Linked DNA regions of Mus musculus: regions 1 and 3 are each linked to region 2. Evidence: chromatin contacts called from public ChIA-PET and promoter capture Hi-C data. All regions are on one chromosome and are shown on one strand. Each heading gives the region's core, a stretch centred on a gene start, on an enhancer-like site or on the middle of the called end of the contact. The rest is flanking DNA. Distances are from core to core; before and after follow the strand shown.

Region 1 (4,016 bases), core at 442-2,941, 620 kb after region 2:
ATAGTGTTTTATTCACAGAGGAAAAAAAAAGTAGACAATGTAATAGTGAAAATAGAAAAGGATTTTTTTGTTTTGTTTTGGTTTTTTTCGAGACAGGGTTTCTCTGTATAGTCCTGGCTGTCCTGGAACTCACTTTGTAGACCAGGCTGGCCTCCAACTCAGATATTCTCCTGCCTCTGCCTCCCAAGTGCTGGGATCAAAGGCGTGTGCCACCACCGCCCAGCTAGGATTTTTTTTTTTCAATATGGCAACACTGGGCAGAGGAACAGTGAAGTCCAATTATCTCCCAAATGATCCTTACAGCTCTGATCCTTAGGTTTATTTGGATGATGTGTACATTACTATGCAGCCTTGGGTCCTAACCATCATCTCTAGCTTCAGTCTCTTTGCCACAGTGGTCTGACAAGTTGTCATAACTGCATAAAATCTTCTTCCCTAAGAAGAGTCCCTTCTCTGTCTGGTACCCCTCACTCTTTTCCTTCCTTTCCTGGGGAATTCCAATTTCTGGGGGGTCCATTGTTTAAATGGCCTGATAGTCAAAAGGAAGATCATATGCATCTCTTAGAATATATTCATTCCTTCCAGGATAGTTTCATTATAAGCTGGGCATGCTGCCTCAAAGCAACTACCTATGTGCTGTGAACTAGACTTGTCTTGATGTGAACCCAAGCAGCAGATGAATCAGCTCATGTCTCAGCTTCACTAGTAGCCCAGAAAGTTTTGCCTGGAATTGGTGCCATCCCAGTGTGTGTGGCCTCCTTCATCTTCAAATTCCCAATAAGAGATGAGGGTCTGAAGGAAATCTATAGGTTTGTCAGGGTGTTCTGTAAGTATGATCTCACATGCACAAGTATGGGCATTTCTGTGGGAAACTACCTGGGTATTAAAGAGAAGCTCTGAAACAAGTATCTATTAGTAGTGGAGAGCCAGCCACTGAAATGTCAATTTCTTTCTAATACCTATTGGGATTGCCTGAAATAAACAAACACCTCTGATGTCAGCACCGCCCTGAAGGACTTTGCAGCTCTCTCTTCCCTGGAGCTCCTTGTTGACTGTCAGCTAGTGCTAGGTGCTAGAGATTTAGAGGAACTCACCTGACAGCTAGCAGACACTGATTGGAAAATAAGCTGGACCCTGGGTGAGAGAGGAGGCAGTGAGAACTCTTAATGTGGGGTGGGGGTCTAGGTAAGATGCAGCCATTTGGATTTTATATACTCCAGCTGTGAAAAGATGCCTTTTGTGACTTGAGGTCAGTAACCACAAGAAAGCTTTAGATTTGTTTAGTTGTGCGGACAATGTAAGTGGCCTGGCCAAATGAACTAGTAGATTCCAGAAGATGGAGCTTATAATGCAAAAGTGGGGATGAGTGTCCGGGCGTGCACGCCTTTCATCCCAGCACTTGGAAGAGGCAGGTCAACCTGGTCTACAGAGTGAGCTCTAGGGCAATCAAGGCTACAGAGAGAAAACCTGTTTCGAAACAAACAAGCAAAAAGAGTGGGAGACAAGCGAGACTCTAGACGATATTAAGTGCTTTGGATAGAATACAGAGATGAGGCCAGGTCCACTGCACGAAGCCCCACCCCCCAGCCCCCAGCCCCCTGGCGTCCAGAGGCGAGGGAACCTGCTGACTCAGAAGTCGCGGAACCCGGTTTCCGCCCGGGTGCAAAGTAGCGGACCGGAAGGGAGGAAACGGAAGTGTAGCATTTAGGCGTGGCTACACGGATCTGCCCGCGAAGTTCCAATCAGCGGACTGCGGAGCACGCGGGATCCGTGTCTTTACAGTTGTTTGATACCGGACTTTGAAAGGCAGCCCTACCGAGACAAGTGAGCTGGGAGTCGCTTGACAGTTTTATCTGAGTGGATAGAGGTCATAGATCACGCACTCGCTAGTTCTGAAGTGCCGCGGTGCATTCTGGGTCCCGGGCTCTTGCTGCCAGTGTCTAGCTAGAGGCGCCTCCCTGGGCTAGTTCCAAGACGGCGGATAGATTTTCGCCTGTCAGTAGACTTGGAGGTCTGGAGAAGTTTAGTGACTTGCGGAGGGCTGAACAGATCATGATTCTGTTTTGCTACCTTTGTTTGGTTGGTTTTGGTTTTGCGTGTCAGGATGTCACTGTGTATTCCTGGCTGTCCTGGAACTCGCTCTGCAGACCATGCTGGTCTCGAACTCAGAGATCCATCTGTTTTTTCCTCCTGAGTGCTGGGAACTAAGGCTGGAGCACCACGCCCTGCCTGTTTTACTACTTTATTTGCATTCGGGTGCACACCTGGACCGAATGATGCATGACCCCAATCTTAAGAGCATCAAAGGTTGGAGACATTCCACGCTTTTGTGTTCAGGTCCAGGCCACAAGGGGATGCTCCTAGGTTCTTAGTCACAGACTTTTTGAAGAGTTGCAGGTAGAGTGCTGAAAATGTGCTTGTTTTGATAACTACATTGGGTTTTTGCTTTGCTTTGCTTTTCAGTCTAGGATGGAATTGGGTGAGCCAGGGGATCATCTTTAGATCTCTAAGCTCCTTTTTATTTTTTGAGACAGGGTCTACATAGCCCTGGCTGTCCTGGAACTCCCTGGACATGCTGGCTTCGAACTTAAGAGATACCCCTGCCTCTGCCTCCTGAGAGCTGAGATTAAAGGCGTGTGCCACCATGATAGGCTCTAAGCACCTTTTGATAGGGAAATAACAGATTTTCTGACCCTACAAGGACAGCTTCCTAAAATGATTGGTGTAATGGTCTGTGGCTACAAAGGCTGATTTCTTCTTATCTGTGTTGTAGGGAATTCTTACAGAGGGAAACCTGATGCCACATGCTGCCAACACTTACCTGGAGTGGCTGAAACACTGAGATGATCAGAGGGGTTTGTCTCACAGACCCAGACAGCCTGCATCTTGGCCTACCACCGTGTCTTCCTCAGTATAGGCTGATATGCCCAGGGTAGTCCTGAATGGTGTGACAGTGGATTTTCCTTTCCAGCCCTACCCATGCCAACAGGAATATATGACCAAGGTGCTAGAATGTCTCCAGAAGGTAAAGCTACAAAGCTCAAGACAGTAATTTAGAGAGGGGGCAATGAGGGCATACCTTCAGCAAACCCCTACTGTAGCCCTACCCTCATCCATTCCAGACTGGGTTTGTCTGCATTCTTTGGTTGGAGACTATAACAAGTGAACAAAAGAGATAGTTATAGAGAGGGATAACTTTGAGAATGTATTGCTGTCCTTTCTGAGTAGGTGGTGTTTGTGCTGGGTCTATTTGATAAGGAATGGGCTTAGGAGGCACATTTCTATGCAGAGGAGCAGGAATACCCAGCTTTCACCGTTTGGGGAAAATGTTTTGGAAAGTTTTTTTTTTCTTTTTAGATTTATTTATTGATTGTATGTAAGTACACTGTAGCTGTCTTCAGACACTCCAGAAGAGGGCATCAGATCTTGTTATGGACAGTTGTGGGCCACCATGTGGTTGCTGGGATTTGAATTCACGACCTTCATAAGAGCAGTCGGTGCTCTTAACCGCTGAGCCATCTCTCCAGCCCTTGGAAAGTTTTAAAATGAGACTTTGATTTATTTATTTTATTTTTGAGACAGGATCTAACTTTTAGCCTAGGTGTTCTGGATAAGCCAGGCTAGCTTCAACTCACAGAGATCTGTCTGTCTCTGCCTTCAGCATGCTAGGGCTAAAGGCATGTATTACTGTGGCTGACTTTTGTGTTTGAACCCTGGAAAAAGTCTTTAAATCTTAGGGGTGTGGAGTTTTTAGCTTTCTACTGAGTTTCTTGAGGTTGCCTTTTTGTATTTGAATCACTTTTTCCTCAAATGTCTTCTTCAGGCTTCTATCTGATATCTGGGACAGAAGACATCAAATTCTGTTCAAATATGGTGAATGCCTATATCCAGAATTGTAGAGCAGTTTCCTATTTTGAGACTTAGCACCTGATTAGTCATCTGACTATATTAGGCTGAAATTTTCTGTCATATTTGGAGAAATGCTCTGAAATTATTTTGCTAATGAGGGCGGTTTT
Region 2 (4,372 bases), core at 1,779-4,278:
GGAGCACTTCCAATTGTTACGAACAGTAAATGGTAAAAATGGATAGTTTGACAGAGCTGTCTGCACAGCACTAAGGTATCAGATGCCCCTTGACTGTCACTGGAAAGTCACTCTTTTAGAGGCTAACCTATAGTGATGTGACACTTGAAGCAGAAACATATGGAAGAAAGCAGTCATTGTGGAATAAACAGATGTACAAAAGCATAAATGTTATTTTTTTCATTAAGTTGTCTTAGACTTTGAAAATATTTCTGTTAACATAAGGGCACATGAGTTCAACTGAAAGTGTTCTACAGTGAGTAAACGGCTTAAATGTATCGGCTGTAAAATCAGTCAGTACTCATAAAGGCTCTTCAGTGTCACCAGGAACTTTTTAGTATAAAGACCCTGGAGTTTAGTTTGGGGACTGAGCACAGAGCTTCCACAACTGCTGTCTGTCTGTCTGTATAAAGCACCCTTTCTATCTAGCTAAGATTCACAAGGGCCCTAAGTAGACCCAATTGGATCCCATCCCATCCCTTCCCTCCTAACTCAGGTTCAGCCATTACTCTGAGGAGGCTGTAAAGCTTGCTACCTAAGTTCAGGCCAAAGCCCAAGAGGCTCCTGAAACTCAAGTAAGGAGCTGTGTTTCAACTGGAGCCTTCCTTTCCTTCTCTAAGATTCGTAGGAGACAATACATGGGTCCGTGTCCCCCCCCCCCCCCCCCCCGTCCTTTGGTGGATGGGGGAGGGTAGGATAATGAAGTCCAACACTGAATTCTAGCAGGGCTTCCTGTATTGTCTATTGCAGCTCAGCTGAACTCTATTTTCAAGCCAGTCAGAGCAGCAACACCCAGTACTTCCTAGACATTAACACAAATTTAAACAAGCAACAAGAAGGCTACTTCAGACCCAAACATATGCTTTTAAATTACAATTTAACAAATCCTGACAGTGCCTACCAAGCTTCTCAGGGGAAGGCCGTCTGGATATAGCTCCTAATTCCTGCTCCTGTTCCAATAAACTGTACTTTCTATCCCTAACAGTCAGACAACACCTAGGAATAAACTGTATAAACACAAGCATAGAATTAATCATTTTTAAATGTGTCTGCCACCTGTGTGCAAGGTGCCCATAGTTGCCAGTAGGCATGGGATTTCCCAAAGCTGGAGTTAGACATGGTTGTCAGCCCTCAGGTGACACTTGAACCAAGCTCTGGTTCTATAGAAGAGAAACAGGGACACCTAACAGCTGAGCCATCTTTCCAACCTTCGGAATTATTCTTTTGTTTTGTTCTTTCGAGACAGGGTTTCTCTGTGTAGCCCTGGCTGTCCTGGAACTCACTCTGTAGACCAGGCTGGCCTCGAACTCAGAAATCCACCTGCCTCTGCCTCCCAAGTGCTGGGATTAAAGGCGTGTGCCACCACTGCCCGGCCAGAATTAGTCTTTAAAACTATGTAAATTGCCCACTCACATTCCCTTATAAAGGTCTCAAAATGACCACTAAGAAAATAAACTAAAGCCTTGTCAACATGTTCTGTCTCACAGGCGAGCCTGCACACTCAGAACAAATGAGCACAACTCAGACTTTGGGCTTTGACCTCCTCTTTCCAAAGAGCTCACTATCACTGGCTGCAAATCACACAACCTTTGTAACCGAATCAACACAAAACCTCAGAGACTACTGGGTTTCTATAAAGGACCCAGTCATCTAAGACTTAAAGGAGACTCCACTCAGCAACAATTTCTTAGTTGGGGCTTGAGCATAAGAAACAGATTCTACAACACGGATCACTATGTAAGGATCTAAGTGCAACATGAATCTTTGCTCTTCTGGGTTAAACCGAAGTCACCTAGTATCGAAGGGCAGATGTGTAACATGGTAAAACATGCTGTGCTGACAGAAGTGTACAGCCTGGCACAGACAGTACTCATATGCTGAAGAGAAATCATTACTTGAGGTGCTCAGCACTGACTGAATTAAGACTCTTTAGCCTATTAAGACAATACCTACCAGAAGAGGTACAGAGAGCTTTTCTGACAGTAGAAAACTTCTGCGAACGACAGAAGGCAGGAAGACATCCCACCTCGCCTTCAAGACCTACCTGAGCTCTCCTCAGGTCCCCTAGCACACGTTCTCAACAAGCTATTATGATGCTACACATGCACTGATTGGCAGGAGGAAAGTGCTGGTCATGAGTGCTGGCAGGGGTCATCAATTACACAATCTTTTTTGTGTGCTGTTTGTCATCCTTACACAACTGAGTTTGCCTGACAAGTGTAACAAGGAGCATCCTTTTGTGGAAAATCAAATATACACAACATTCCCAATCAAACCCAGGGCCTCTTACTCAAGAGTCACTGTTGAGATCAATCTACATTAACACACACCTGGCCACCAACACTGGCAAGAGGCAATGAGCGCCCAGACAACGCCCAGGCCCTACACAGGGCTGAGGCTGGATCTTCCCCGAAGTCCCCCATGAGATATCTGCTCGTACACCCGCAAATTCGCGCCCAGGCCCAGTCACGTCCTACCACGAATGCCCTACCGCAAGTGTCGAGAACCTGCGGCCTCGGGAGGCTGGGCCCCTAACTCCGACTCAGAATCAAGGGCTCCACAGCCTCCCAGACCCAGACCATCTTGGACTACACAAGACAACCGGTGATTTCGGCAGAAACCAGACGCAGACCGCCCGCCCGGCCGGCCGGCCTCGCGCGCTCCACCGCGATCCCTCAGCCCGGGGCCGGAAAGGGCCCCGCGGGCCGCGACGCCATTTTCTCGGCGCCATCGGCGCCGCTCGCTGGAACTAGGCTGCCGGCATGGCGCCGCTCCACCTTGTCCGGAGTCCAAGTGCCGTTCGGGTCCACACGGCTTCCGCCCTCCTTCACAGTACAGAGTCACTTACCCCGGCCGCCGGGATCCCGCAGCCATTTCCAGAGCTACCACGGATATAGAGCAGAGACCAGCGAGACTACCGTCCTAGAGTGGTAGGCCGCGCGGCAAGCGGAAGAAATCGACCGGCCACCGAGCTACGGCGAGGCTAGAGCGGCTGTGCCGCCCTTCTTGCACGCATGCGCCACCCGGGTTCCCCGGAGCGCCAGCCTGGTTGGCCGGGCACGCTTGACAGATTCCCGCGTCCCGAACTAAGGGGCTAAGCTGGGAGCCAATGCCACTAAAAGGTTCCTCCAGCTATCCTTGAACAGCACCCGGCCCAGCATTCCAAAAGCTTAAACTCTGTGTCTGCAGGGACTGGTGCTTCGGAACAAACCAGCACCGGATTCCGGTGGGAAGGAGCCAGGAAAACCTCAAAGCCCTGCAGCTCTCGCCTATGGCAGGGCGTGTGCAGAGCGGGGAGGGGCGCCAGCCCTACAGGGACTCACTCCCTCATACTATCCTTTACTCCTTGCCCCGTCCATTTCTTCCTAAAAATGGACCAGGAGCCAAAGTCCAGGCATTCGTGCCTACAAGGGCCCCACCCCCAGTCCCCTCACGAAGGCATTTAAGAATTTCCCCCCCTAGCGCTAACTACAGTGATATTCCTTCACTGTCCCCCATATTACTTAAGGAAACCAGAAAGAGGTCGCAACGTGAACACTAGCCACATTGCTCTGAGGGCAGTTAATGCCGGGATAGACGCTCAGCTTTGCCCCATACAACCAGCTTCTTATTTATGTAAGCACACAGACACAACGCTAGGAAGCCATTCTTCTGGACTCTAACTTCGGCTTCCTGTAACAAACATGTGCTCCGGTCTAGTAAGGCCTCTCTCACATTGTAGAGGCCTCCAATGCTCCATTCAGAAGCCCAGGTCTTGAGTAGTTTTCTTTCTAACATTTCCCAAGATTACATGACAGCTCATGGGGCTTCCTTCAGTACAGTAGAAGGCTGCTTCTGCTTCCCTTGGTGAGATCCTTCAATACCACCTTTCAGATTCTAGTCAAGGAGGAGCCTACCCTGATTACTCAACTCTGCCCTTGAAATAAGTTCCCAGCATCCACAAGCGGCCAAACAACTCCAGTTCTGGGGATCCAGTGCCCTCCTCAGGCATCAGGCACCCACTGCATGTACACATACATAAAAGCAGACCATTCATACACATTAAATAAACATTTTTAAATATAAAAAACTAAAACCCAACATTTAACTTACAGTTCATTTTATTATGTGCAGTGCTGGAGATGGAACCCAGAGCCACCCTAGGGCCATGCTAGGCATGGAGTAATCTGTAACAGCTAACTTTAGATAAAATGCGTTTACTTGCACAGCACTGAAGAATCCGATAACAAATCACCAGCTGCTTTGCACGGAGGGCAATAGAGTAAAGCACCAGTCTTCGATTTCACTTTAAAAACAGCAGGGTCCAATTTGCAGCAGATCTTTATCTGGCAGT
Region 3 (3,860 bases), core at 742-3,241, 520 kb after region 2:
TGTAGTGTCAATTAGATGTACATTCCTGAGGTCTTTTATCTGTTGTAGCTTTGTCTTTTTCTTTTTCTTTTCATTACATCAGGTATATTGCCCTGTAAATTGTGGTAGTGGTACCAGGAATAAAAAATTAAGGAATTTTTAACTTTTCAAAAACAAAAAAACAAAAAAACAAAAAACCACCTGTGGTCTGGAGAGATGGCTCAGCAGTTAACAGCACAGGCTGCTCTTCCAGAGGACCCAAGTTCAATTTCTAGCACCTACATAGGGACTCAAACCTGTCTATAATTTTAGTCCCAGGGCTTCTGACACCCTCACACAGATTTACATACAAGCAAAACATTACTGAGCATAAAATAAAGAATTAAAAAGAAAGAAATAGGGCTGGAGAGATGGCTTAGCGGTTAAGAGCACTGACTGCTCTTCCAGAGGTCATGAGTTCAATTCCCAGCAACCATGGTGGCTCACAACCATCTGTAATGAAATGTAATGCCCTTTCCTGTGTGTCTGAAGAGAGCAACCATGTACTCACATAAAATAAATGTATCAATCTTGAAAGAAAGAAAGAAAGAAAGAAAGAAAGAAAGAAAGAAAGAAAGAAAGGAAGGAAGAAAGAAAGAAAGAAAGAAAGAGAAAGAAAAATAAAAACCATCCCTAACTCCAGTTCCAGGGGATCCAATGTCCTCTTCCTACCTCTGTGGGTACCAGCCTTCTGTGGGAACCAGGCATGCAGGTAAAATGCTCATATACATAAAAATCAATCTAAAAAATTAAAAATTTTAAAACTAGGACTGGGAAAAAAAAAAAAAAAGACCGATCAAGTGGAGCAGAGCAGCTTTCACAGACCCAGAGCAAGCCCAACCCCTAAGAACAGGGTAGTGAGCCTCACCCATCTCCTTCCTGAGGAAGAGCTGGGCGCTGGTATTCTTCCTGCTGCTTTTTATTCTCTTCTACTCCCCAGGGGCCAGTTTCCCTCCTGGACCTTCAGATGGCATCCCTTTCTCCCTCAAACTGGCCACCATGACTAACTAGCCTAGATGAGCACAGAGCCAGCACCCATCGCTTCTCCCTCCTCCCCCTCCCCCTCTGGGGCCTCTGAGGTCTGTAGCCAATATAGGTTGACAGATAGGAAAACTATTCCCCAGCACCGTCAGATGCCATCAGGAGGGCTGGGAGCTCTAGCTATAATTCAAGTTGGTAGCAAACTTGAGTTACAACCAGGTAACTCAGTCCAGACAAACCCAATCTAGAAGGACTGACCGAGTGGAAAAGAGTCAGCAGCTTTCAGGTGGCTGAGACCCTGAGACCCTTGCTAGGAGTAACCCCAAGCTAGCTCATAAAGAGGAAGGACCTGGGTGTTAAATCTAGGGGTCCAAAGCCCAGTTTGGAGTATGAGACTGCAACTTGGGGATTCCTTTGAGGATTCCTAGAGCTATGGACTCCGTTTATTCAGACTGGAGGGGACAGGGCATGAGTTTCTGGAGGCCTGGGAAAACCAGACCCCTTCACCTTGCTGACTGCTTGCTAAGGAGATCCTAGCCATCTGCTGCTATATCACTTCCTTTCTCATCGTCTTTGAGACCCATAGGCGGCTGCTTGGCTTGGAATGTCAAACAGGTGGCCCTTCCCTGCACTCCACTGGCATCTGCTGGCTTCTTGAGTCCCAGCAGCCAGCTCTGTCCCACTCAAAGACACCAGTTTCCTGCGTTGCATAGAATCCCATTGCAAGCCAAGCTGCTGACCCAGCCACCGCAGGCTCCTGGACTGCTGCGAAACACGATGCCGAGGAACAATTCCACTAGCCCGTGGCGCGGGCTGAAGTTGAGTTTGTTTCGAGTCCGTGAGGCCCTGGACATAAATCGCTGCTGCCGTATATCAAAATTTAGCCTTCAAATCAAGAGCTCCTTACACCTGGGCCGGATGTGCACAGCGTCACAAGGGCCAGTGGTTCCCATGGCAACAAGTAGGCCTTTGGCAGGGGGAGCGGATCTGGCAGTGCACCCTGCAGCTCTGGCTGGGCTCCGCACAGGAAGCGGGCGGCCAGGCACTTGCAGAGCGGGGCTGGGGCTCACGGAGGTGATCCGGAAGAGGAGTGGTAGGTAGAGGAGTTTAGGAGGTGTGCCCAGAAGCTCGGGGTGGGTAGTCTCCACGGAGGGGGAGGGGTGATAGAATAGCTTAGATGGGGAAGTAGTTATGGAGACTTCCATTGAGCTTTCTAGCGGCCATGAACTGTTGACTCAGGGTCTTGGGGCCCTGATCTCAGCTAGCATTCAGCCAGGAACCATTCTCTGCTGTCTCAGATGCCTGTTCTAACCCCCCCCACCCCCCACCCCCGGCACGCACCACCATTCACACAAATCACTTTGAATTAGTCTTTGGGACATGATCAATCTTACTATCCAGCTGTGTGGTTTTGAGGTAGTCATCCAGTCTCTTAGCTCTGTTTCTTGCTCATCCAAGCCCAGTTTCCACAAACTGAGATTTCCAAGTGAAGCCACTGGCCCAGTGCCAGGGACAGCTAGCAGGAGGTTGGTACCTTCTCCAGGGATCTCTGGCTACTGGGCTTTGTGGCACACCAGCCTCTCCACAGACAACCAGATTTGGGGGAAAGGTATGGGGACAAGGAGAGGAGGGCTGACTCTGGAGTCAACAGTTCCAGCTTTGGGATAAACTGGGTACAGGAGCATACACCCCTGGAGTCCCAAGACTGCTTGAGCACAGGAGTTGGAGGGCAGCCTGAACAACAGACTGAGATGTTCTGTCAAAATCAAAAGTGACCATGAAGGAAGACCAACCTAACAAGCTTTAGCGTTAGACTCCCCCCAACCCCCATCTGTGAGATGGTGGGAGAGGATCTACCCTGTTCTTAGCCACACAAGGTCCCCCCCCCCCCCTTTATGTGAGGATGATGTAGAGTCTTGTCTTTGGTTAGCCTGGTCCCTGAGCATTGCACCCCTGCAGTGTACCTGGTCTCTGGAGAGTACTGGGAAGCATGGGGAATCACCCTAAGCTTGGGCACAGACCTGTGTTAGGTGAGGAACCTGAGACTTATGATCTGTCTCAAAACTAATCAACATCCCAGAGCTTCTCCCCAGGCTACTCTGGTCCCTGTAGCCCACTCTGTCTGATAAGCCCCATTAGCTCATCGCCACAAAATACTATTGGCCCCTTGATAGAAGTTTCCCGTTTATCATCTGCTTTTGCCCAGTACCCAGCCCACTATTCTGTCCCCTCCAGGGGTCTCTGATCAGAAAGCTGTGTCCCAGGGGAGAGCAAAAGCCATTATGGGGCAGAGGCTGATGAGGGGCAGAGCCAATCTGACGGTCACAGCTGATGCCTAGTTCTTACCCTCAGCTCCCAGACAATGAACTTCCAGGTGACAGGCCTGGCCCTGGACAAAATGAAGCTGGACAGTCCACATTCCTTCCTGGACGCAGAGGAGGTGGAGGAGGCAGAGGACCAGCAGCTGCTGGAGCCAGAGGCTTGGAGGACATACATGGAGCGCCGCAACGTGCTGCGTGAGTTCCTGACCACAGACCTGAGCCCCCAGTTGCTCAAGCGCCACCATGCCCGCATGCAGCTGCTCAAGAAGTGCTCCTACTACATTGAGATTCTCCCTAAGCACCTGGCCCTGGGTGACCAGAACCCGCTGGTGCTACCTAACACCATGTTCCAGCTCATTGATCCCTGGAAGTTCCAGCGCATGAAGAAGGTGGGCACAGCACAGACCAAGATCCAGCTCCTCCTGCTTGGGGACCTGCTGGAGCAGCTGGACCATGGCCGGGCAGCACTGGATGCCCTACTTGAGGCCCCTGACCCACGGCCCTTCCTGGCAGGCTGGGGGCTTGTGGAACAGCAGTTGG

The links. Promoter capture Hi-C pulls out the DNA fragments that hold promoters and counts their contacts. ChIA-PET counts read pairs in DNA pulled down with a chosen protein or histone mark.
Region 1: a promoter capture Hi-C map of second pharyngeal arch cranial neural crest shows a contact between it and region 2. The contact joins the promoter of Rtel1 here to the promoter of Dido1 in region 2. A contact is called at or near these places in 5 of 39 promoter capture datasets (cranial neural crest, frontonasal cranial neural crest, liver and 2 more), 3 of 115 datasets of contacts at active chromatin or transcription factors (bone marrow-derived macrophages, embryonic stem cells and memory CD8 T cells) and 1 of 9 other capture datasets (adipose tissue).
Region 3: a contact with region 2 is called in an RNA polymerase II ChIA-PET map of memory CD8 T cells, with 14 read pairs. The contact joins the promoter of Fndc11 here to the promoter of Dido1 in region 2. A contact is called at or near these places in 4 of 115 datasets of contacts at active chromatin or transcription factors (bone marrow-derived macrophages, effector CD8 T cells, embryonic stem cells and 1 more) and 1 of 9 other capture datasets (adipose tissue).

Annotation. Positions count from the first base shown.
Region 1 is chr2:181,318,033-181,322,048 of GRCm38.p6, forward strand. Rtel1 (regulator of telomere elongation helicase 1) reads left to right here and starts at 1,692. Exons shown (of 34, transcript NM_001001882.3): 1 at 1,692-1,824; 2 at 2,774-3,025. The coding sequence starts at 2,924.
Region 2 is chr2:180,699,074-180,703,445 of GRCm38.p6, forward strand. It overlaps Dido1 (death inducer-obliterator 1), which reads right to left and starts at 3,029. Exons shown (of 16, transcript NM_175551.4): 1 at 2,888-3,029.
Region 3 is chr2:181,218,043-181,221,902 of GRCm38.p6, forward strand. It overlaps Fndc11 (fibronectin type III domain containing 11), which reads left to right and starts at 1,992. Exons shown (of 2, transcript NM_001379472.1): 1 at 1,992-2,092; 2 at 3,352-3,860. The coding sequence starts at 3,362.